2 separate regions of the Xenopus tropicalis genome follow, and region 2 is linked to region 1. The links are chromatin contacts, called in public Hi-C maps. All regions are on one chromosome and are shown on one strand. Each heading gives the region's core, a stretch centred on a gene start, on an enhancer-like site or on the middle of the called end of the contact. The rest is flanking DNA. Distances are from core to core; before and after follow the strand shown.

Evidence for each region. A called contact is a pair of places that touch in the nucleus more often than the background predicts.
Region 2: a contact with region 1 is called in a Hi-C map of neurula embryo, with 1.4 times the contacts expected there. The contact joins the promoter of foxc1 here to the enhancer-like site in region 1.

What each region holds. Positions count from the first base shown.
Region 1 is chr6:86,606,343-86,610,486 of UCB_Xtro_10.0, forward strand. The region is part of intron 10 of gmds (GDP-mannose 4,6-dehydratase); the gene reads left to right. Among named protein-coding and RNA genes, the nearest start is that of foxc1, 52 kb to the right of the region's middle. Within about 2 kb of position 1,324, at least 2 of the 11 cell types and tissues checked have an H3K27ac peak or open chromatin away from gene starts, as enhancers often do. A contact at or near this core is called in neurula embryo, where this site is marked.
Region 2 is chr6:86,658,931-86,662,976 of UCB_Xtro_10.0, forward strand. It overlaps foxc1 (forkhead box C1), which reads right to left and starts at 1,594. Exons shown (of 1, transcript NM_001007863.1): 1 at 1-1,594. The coding sequence starts at 1,252.

The DNA.
Region 1 (4,144 bases), core at 74-2,573:
AGTTTTTGCCAGTTTCCAAGGATTTGCAACAGTTTTGTTTCCCAAAGCTGAACTGCTGCTAAGGTTTTCAAGCCATAATATATACAAGTAAATTATTATAAACCTACGTCCTGCTGTACTTTAGATATAAAAATGGACTGCTGCAATCAAAGCTTGCCTAACCCTTCCCAAATGTCTAATTTTCTTAAATTTAAAACTATATCTAATTGTTTGTGGCTTTGCCATCCATTCCACAATCCATGGTGTTCCTCAGTAATATCAGTATTGTTTATTGGGGCCTGTGGGTTAACTCTCACACTCCAATAAATTAAAATAAAACATTGGCACATTGAAAGCAGTCCTCATATTAGATGGTGTTTGCTAGTCCCAGGACTAAAATTTTTCAAAACTGTCACATAAAGATTCTCCTGTATTCATTGCTTTCACAAAGCCATTGGAATAAATTATGAAGCAGCCACCATTATGTTTTTATTAAAAACCCATGTAAGTGCTAAGTAACAAGTAGGCTTGTGTAGCTTAAAGATCCCAAATAATTACAGCCTTCAGAAGCCCTGTGCCAATGTTGTGATATTAGCTACAGTTCATTTAGGATATTGATCTGTCCTGTAACAACCTTTCTATTATAGGATTACCTGGAATCCCTAGGTAATAATCTGGAGCTTATTATCACGATAAAAGTGACAGTGTCACCAGTAAAACATAAGGCTCCAATCAGGGGCTTTAATAGACTGCGCCAGGCTGATGTGAATTCTACCCCAAAGTGACTGACTTTTAAACTGTTTGTATATGTCAGCCCAGGGATGGTATGCATCACCTTCAATTAAATACAAAAGTTCTTTTGTTTTGGTGGGTGTCAGCTGGGGGAGGGCGATGCTCACGGTGGCTGTTTCTGCTGCAGCTGGTTAATTTGTAAATAGAACTGCATGTAGCTGGCTGCCTGCTCTCTTTTCCTTATCCATAGAGATATGGCTGATCGGAAAAGCATTTAGATAAAGCAGCCTTAATCTTTCACTTTTTTATGCTCTGCACTATAAGTATGATACATATTTAGGGTGTAGTTTCTGATATTCTTTAATTCATAATGTTCATAATTATAATTATATATAATATATATATAGTTCCAGCAAGTTACTTAGTTACAGTTAGAATGCATTACATTTTTCCCCAAAATGTAGTGTTTTCTCAGAATTCCAGCACCACTGCAGTCACAAGGGAGAGATGCGCCTGATACAATTGGTCAAAAATTGGCCCAATTCTTTAGGCACAGTTGTGCTGTGTATATTGATGCTGGACGCATAGGGAACTACAGCCTGGTGTGGAGGTGGATGTAGCTTCAGGGTTCCTTTGCATCAATGGGTGCAGCAGCATTCAGTTCAGAATGAAGGCAGCAAGGACTGAGCAACACTGAGCTTAGTTATACGGAAATGCAAGGAGTTCATTTTGACACAAATACCTTTAATGAAAGTGGTTTTACATGCAATTGACTGACAAAAATAACACTTATTGTCTTATCTTAGACATAAAAATGAAAATCTGGAACTTTGAATATTATATATATACCGCTACTAGTCCTCTTGAACATCTAAATCAGGTTTCATGGTCATGCAATAAATATATAGATGAACTAAAGTTCCCAACGAATGGTTGACTTCAGGTATCCCTGATATTTAGTATGGCTTATGTCCCATGGGTGACTTCACTGGCACTGGATCGTTACAAATATGAGTCCCCATCTGCCTTAAGATTAGCCAGTGACTTAATTTATGCAACCTCTGGGGACATCAGCAACATGGATTTATGGTTTTGGGTGCGATGAACTGTGAATTGGTTTCTTTGAACCTTACCCCTCAAAAAAGAGATGGGAACCTGCAGTCCCTTCAGACATCAGTTTGTTGGAAACCTGGCAAATTATCCAAACAAGTTGTACAATGTGGCCCCCTACAAACAGTGATATGAACAAAAACATGCTAAAGGAAACCTTTCTAAGACTTCAATGAATCTGGTGAAAGGGACCCTGTTAAATACAGATACGTGACTACATATAAAGTTTAAAAAATATATATGTATCAGTGTATTATGTGTATTCCCCAAGTGTCTGTATTTTATGGAATTTGTTGGCAGCAATGCAGGAAACCCCCTTAAATATTTTTGTGCTGACCAGACTAATCACAGAGGTTAGTATGAGAGTGGGAAAACTTTCCCAGAGTAGCTATTTCATGGACAAAACCAAGTTGTTCCAGGGCATTCATTTCTATGTAATTAATGGCACTGCTTTACTGACCGTCTGTTAGGTTGTTGCAAACTAATTACTACAATAATATACTTTATATTGTAAGTAGAAAATGTTACTTTATTTCATTAATATACTTTATTCCATAAAAACAATGTATTTCCCAACTGCTGTGAGTTTCTGGGGGTAAAGCTAGGGCCAGATGTGAGATTTTCTGGCTTTGTATAACATGCACAGAGAGCCTCAGAGCATATCTGGCAGCCTGCCTGACAGTGTGGCTAAATCTAGGCATCAGCCAGGTGAGCAAGTGCTAGCCGACACACTTGCTTTTAAATGCTGACGGCTGCACGCTGAGGTTTCAGTACCCATTGTTCTACTTTGCTCAGTTGCTCAGTGCAAAGAGCACTGCTCTTAAGAGAAGAATATATGTGAGGCCACCTACATAATATTACATTTTTTTTCTTATTATATATTCTCACAGCACATTGATATGGGGTTTTGTTGCCATTTAGAGAAGAAAAAAGTATTATGTACCCTATATCACCTGATACTTACAAAAATGTCAAGATTATTACTTCATCAGATTACTTAAATAATGTTTTAACTAGAATTTTCTGCTCCCACCACATTGTTTTGGAATTACACAAATTAGTCAGAGCTGAGCCACCGTGGGCCCACTATTTTCCTGGGCTGCCCAGCAGGTGTATTTCACATGGCCAGTTTATACTACTACAGTCTTAAGGATTTGTATATAATTGAATTTTACAACTACAGGTATAGTATCTATTATTTTGATTGCTTTGGGGCTTTCTGGATATGGGAACTTATAATAATTTGAATCTCCATACCTTAAGGACAGGGGTACACAGGGAGATTAGTTGCGTCGCGTCAAATCTCCGTTGTCGCAGGTGACTAATAAGGGATCCCATACCTGTATTACAATTTGTTCTTCGTATCACTTGAAAAAATACAGAGTTGACTTGCAGACAATGTTCGCAGGCTTTTGATGAGGTGATATAGTGTGTTTGCATTTGTGTATAAACTATATAAATGAAGAAAGTTTATGTATAATAAGAAGCCCATGTACAGAAGACAAGCAGTATATGTTGTCACATTAATAAACTGTCAGACAGTTTGTGTTCTACAGGGGCAGTTCTGTTTTCCAACTAGAGGATTTTGCATTTCAAGATCCTATTTCATTGTCACTTGTAGCTGTGCAGTGATTATTATTCTGTTAAACTGGGGAATGTATTTTGTCAGATTAGTAACCAAATGGGATTGAACCATTGGGCCCTTTGCCATAATAAAACATATGAGGTTTCCAGCAAAGACCTTTCTTGTTATGAAATATAGATGTAAGAGTGGCAGCAGGAATGGCTTTTTGGGAGAGTGCTGCTAATAATATTACATGAGCCAGATCAAATAATACATGTAGTGAATAAAAACCTGTGCATTAATGTGATCTACAATGGTTTATGCTGCTGGTAAAAGAGCTGATTCTAAAGAAATGATTGTCACCATCAATATTTCTGTTTTAGATGACTCTTAATTCTTTCAACATGTTCATATGGTTTCATAAAGCCCCCGATACAGGGCAAATCCCCCTGGTGTTGTAAGACAAGATTGCTGTTAAAAAATGTTTAGGCTTAGCCCGTTTCTTCTCACCACTGAAGCCATGAGGGACTATGGGAAACAGTGTTTATACTAAGCTTAAATTGATTGGGCAAGTTTAATGCAAGCGGGTCAAAGGTACAACTGCTTAGCTAGTCTCATCAACCACTCAGGTTTCAGCTTCAGTTTATAAGTAGAGGCCAGGGAAAGATAACATCTGGCTGGGAGTGCATGTGCAGCAATTTCTCTAGTGATTGAATGGCTATTAATGGCGGGGAGGGGCAAAGGGAGAGAGCAGCATCA
Region 2 (4,046 bases), core at 344-2,843, 53 kb after region 1:
CCTGGTGAGGGTGCTCCTGGTTGCCGTGGCTCAGGGCAGAGGTGGTGGTGGTAGTGATGGAATAGTCAGGTAAGGTGTCTTCCACCGTGGTAGCTGCAGGGGTGTTGGCAGGAGTCAAGTGGCCCGACCTGTCCCCAGAGTACAAGCTCATGGCCTGCATGTTGCAGTGATAGGTCCCTGCCCCACCGCCGCTGCTTGTGCCCTGACTGCAGGGGGGGCTGTAGATGGAGCCCTGGCCTGGGGAGTAGGTGAGTAGGGAGGAGGGGGCGATACCTGTCCTGGAAGAGGAGATGAGGGGAGAAGGCAGTTCTCCTGAGCCCTGCGGGGACCCCCTGAGGGAGGTCATGATGTTATCCACACTGAAGCCCTGGCTGTGGTGGTGCTGCTGGTGCGGGTGGTGAGACTCTGCAGCCTCCAGGCTCATGGACCTGTTGGACGGGATGCTGTGGGGGCTGCCACTGGACATGCTGCTGCTGCTATCCGGACTCTCTATCTTGGGCACCGTGCTGAGTGCAGGAGACATGGCCTGGGGAGGAGACGAGGTGCCGTTCTCGGTCTTTATATCCTGGATCCTGACCGGCTGGGAGCCGCTGTCCTGCTCCGCTTGGGCCTGGCCCTGCTGCTGCTGGCGCTGCTGTTGCGCGGCTGCGGGCTGGCTGCCATGATGCTCTTTCAGGAGCCGATCTTTGTCCTCCTTAGTGGCATCTTTGACCACATCTTTTTTCTTGAACCTGCGCCTCCTCCTCAGAAAGCTGCCATTTTCAAACATGTTGTACGAGTCCGGGTCCAAGGTCCAGTAGCTGCCCTTACCCGGCTTCTTGTCGTCCCTTGGCACCTTGACAAAACACTCGTTGAGGGATAAGTTGTGCCTAATACTATTCTGCCAGCCCTGCTTGTTGTCTCGATAGAAGGGGAACCTCTCCATTATGAACTGGTAGATGCCATTCAGGGTGATCTTCTTTTCAGGGGCGTTCTGGATGGCCATGGTGATGAGGGCGATGTAGCTGTAGGGGGGCTTCACCATGTCCTTGGGCTGGGGTTGGGGGGTGTAAGGCCCATAGGCTCTGGCCATGCCGGCCTGGTACTGTTCATGCGCGGGGTGGGAGTACATGCTCATGGGGGCAGCCATGCCCGTGTAGCCTCCTCCTGCCGCCGCCGCAGCTGCAGCCGCCCTGTAGTAACTCTGCTCCCCGCTGAGGTAGGGCACGACTCCCAGGGAGTTGGGGCTGGACACCGAGTAGCGCGCCTGCATGGCTCCTCCGCCTCCTCCTGCAGCGGGCACTGCCAGCCCCGGGCACACTCAGATGGGCACAACGATGGGGAACAAGTGGCATGCACACCCCACTGACCCGGATCTCCCAGTACCTGCTGGGAATAGGGGAGGCACTGACGGCAGAGAACTCTGGGGACCCGAGGTTTGGCTCTCCCGGCTCCGGACTCTGGCTGTGTGGCAGATGCGCTGGGCGCTTAGTTCCCTCGTACCCCCGGTATGTGGCAGTGCAGGAGTGGGAGGCAGCGGTGAGGTTGGCCCCGTACTGTGGGGGTGGGGGCGCTGCACTCAGGCGCTGGCAGGCTCGGGGCACATCGGGAAAACTTTGCAAGTTTGGAGCATCAGTCAGCAGCCTGGGACTTTTCTACAGCGCTCTGCTGTGAGCCCAACCCCGCCCACTCCGACGGTGCGAACCAATCAGGGAGCAGCAGCCGGCCTGTGAATGGAAAAAACACAGACACTTCCACACTGACACCGAGGGCAGTTCCAGCGGCAGCGGCAGGAACTGAGACACCGACCCGCCCAGCACCCGGGAACCAAGGGTCACACCCAGGGCACAAGTAGCCCACCATGGTGCCCAGTCAGCTCCCCCTGGGTGCAGGGAACATCATTGTTTCTAAGTGTTATAGTAACAGGTAGTGGGGTGTCTGATTAACTCCTAGTCATATTTCTGACTGCAATAATAGATATAAAAGTTATATAGATAGGTATAAAGCTATAGATATTGTCTCTCCGTACTACTTATTAGCAGTTAATAACCCACCCATCCAACAGACTCTGCCCCCTGCATGTTCCCGCTCAGTGCTGGTACCCTGTGGGCATCTGCCTGGAGCCTCACATTGGGCTGCACCATCTCCTTTATTGGAAGGGGCGGTTGAAAAACGTGGGGAATATTCACATTCGAGACGCAATGACACTCATTCATTCACTCATACAAACAGCAAATGTATAAAAAGGTGTAAGTGCGATAGTGCGACTCATTATATTGTAAGCATTCTGAGCACAGCCAGGCCGTTGTAGAGAAGGCGCCCCCATAAGAAATAGACAATATGGGGTCTGTTCATTTGCTTTATTGGATGTGCCTACACACCCCTCCCAGCCTGGGGCGCAGAACAAGTGTGAAAGTTGTGCACAAATAATTTCCAGAATGTATGTATGTAAATATATTGTATATGCTGGAGTACAATGGGTGCCTTGTGTGAACAAGAGATACATGTGTGTATGTGTTGAGAGGGGGTCCTGTGCTAAATGCCCTCACTCATCACTGAAAATCGAATTAGAACTAATTAAATGCCATTGACAAATGTCAAACCCATGTGTGAACGTTTGGGCTCTTGCTAAATTGGTTTGTATGTGATGGGCTGCTCACCTCCTGTGTTTAATCTACAGAGAGCTTTCTTTTAAGAGGAAGGTGCCAATGTGGCCATTTGGTTGCCCAGAGCCCACTCCCCCCATTCTCACCTGCCTGTGCTCTCTTCAGCTCTGCAAATCAAAGCAAGTCCCGTGTGGGATGTGGTGTGTGGCCCTCCCTGGTAGCATGGGCACCACAATGTTCTTGGCTGCCTACACTGCCCATATGTTGCTTCTGATCGCCCTACTATTCCCACCGATATCCACCTGCTTGGGGCTTTCCCCCCACTTTGCATAGAATCTGCGATGCCTGGAAACTTCACACTATAGGGCGCAGCTCTGCATTTTAGTTCTGATCAACTAAAGGAGAAATTAAGCCATTTGGCAACTGTCTCCTTATATGGGCTATAAACTTATTATAGCTTTCTTTTATAATTATAGTGCAGATCATAACTCCCCACTTCTGCTTCTAAACACAAAACTTTCTGTATAATTACTTTATTGGAGAGACTCTCCTAAAGACATTCTTAGGAGAGATTTATTTTAGTAAAGGCTACATTCCAGTAAAATGGGGTTACTTTACTTTTCTAAAGCTGTATATTAAGACAGTTTTTCTGCACCAAAGCACGTCTGTCTCACAATATCTATTTAACATCTATCGTTTCAAGTGGATTTTGTTTAGCGGAATTAATAATGGCCCCTGCAGGGTTGAAAGAGAAGACAAACTTACCAGCCCCATTTATAGTGTATATATATACAGATATATATGATTTGGGGTTTTTTTTTTCGTGAATATTTAATAGTTTTGATATAAAAAATAAAACTTGTTTAATAAATGCAGTTTTTATTTCCAGGCATAGTCTTCTCAGTTGAACTAATCATTATTTGGTCCTTTCCTTTAAATCTGAACCCTTTTCCACTGTCTGCCTTTGTGCAGCTTCTTCAGGAAACAAGAAGACGCATATTTAATAAGAATATTCGGAAACGGCAGAATCCAAACAAGAGACAGAGAGCTGCACTGACATCTAAGATTAGTTATTTTGATTGTATTTAGTCCAGTCAGATTGCTGCCGATACTGCAGAAACTGCTGCAATTTCCCTTCCATCCACTTATCAATGACTTACAATATACCAAGTTGGACATAAATACAAAAGCAATAAAATTCCAATTTATTTGTCCCACATTGCTACTCTAGGTTATATGGTCATCTAATCCCAAATACTTGTTTGTTTCTGTGCGGTTCCTGCAAATAACATAAGCCAATTCTAAGGCTAGTTGCAGGGTACAGGTGAAATAGAACAATTCTCCCCAGATTTCCCTTCCCAGAGAGACCTGTGGGTGAACTCTCTGTGCCAGCCTCGGGCTGTTTATACACAGTCAAGACTCCACTTTTCACCCTGTAACTTAGCTACCCCCTCTCTCCAT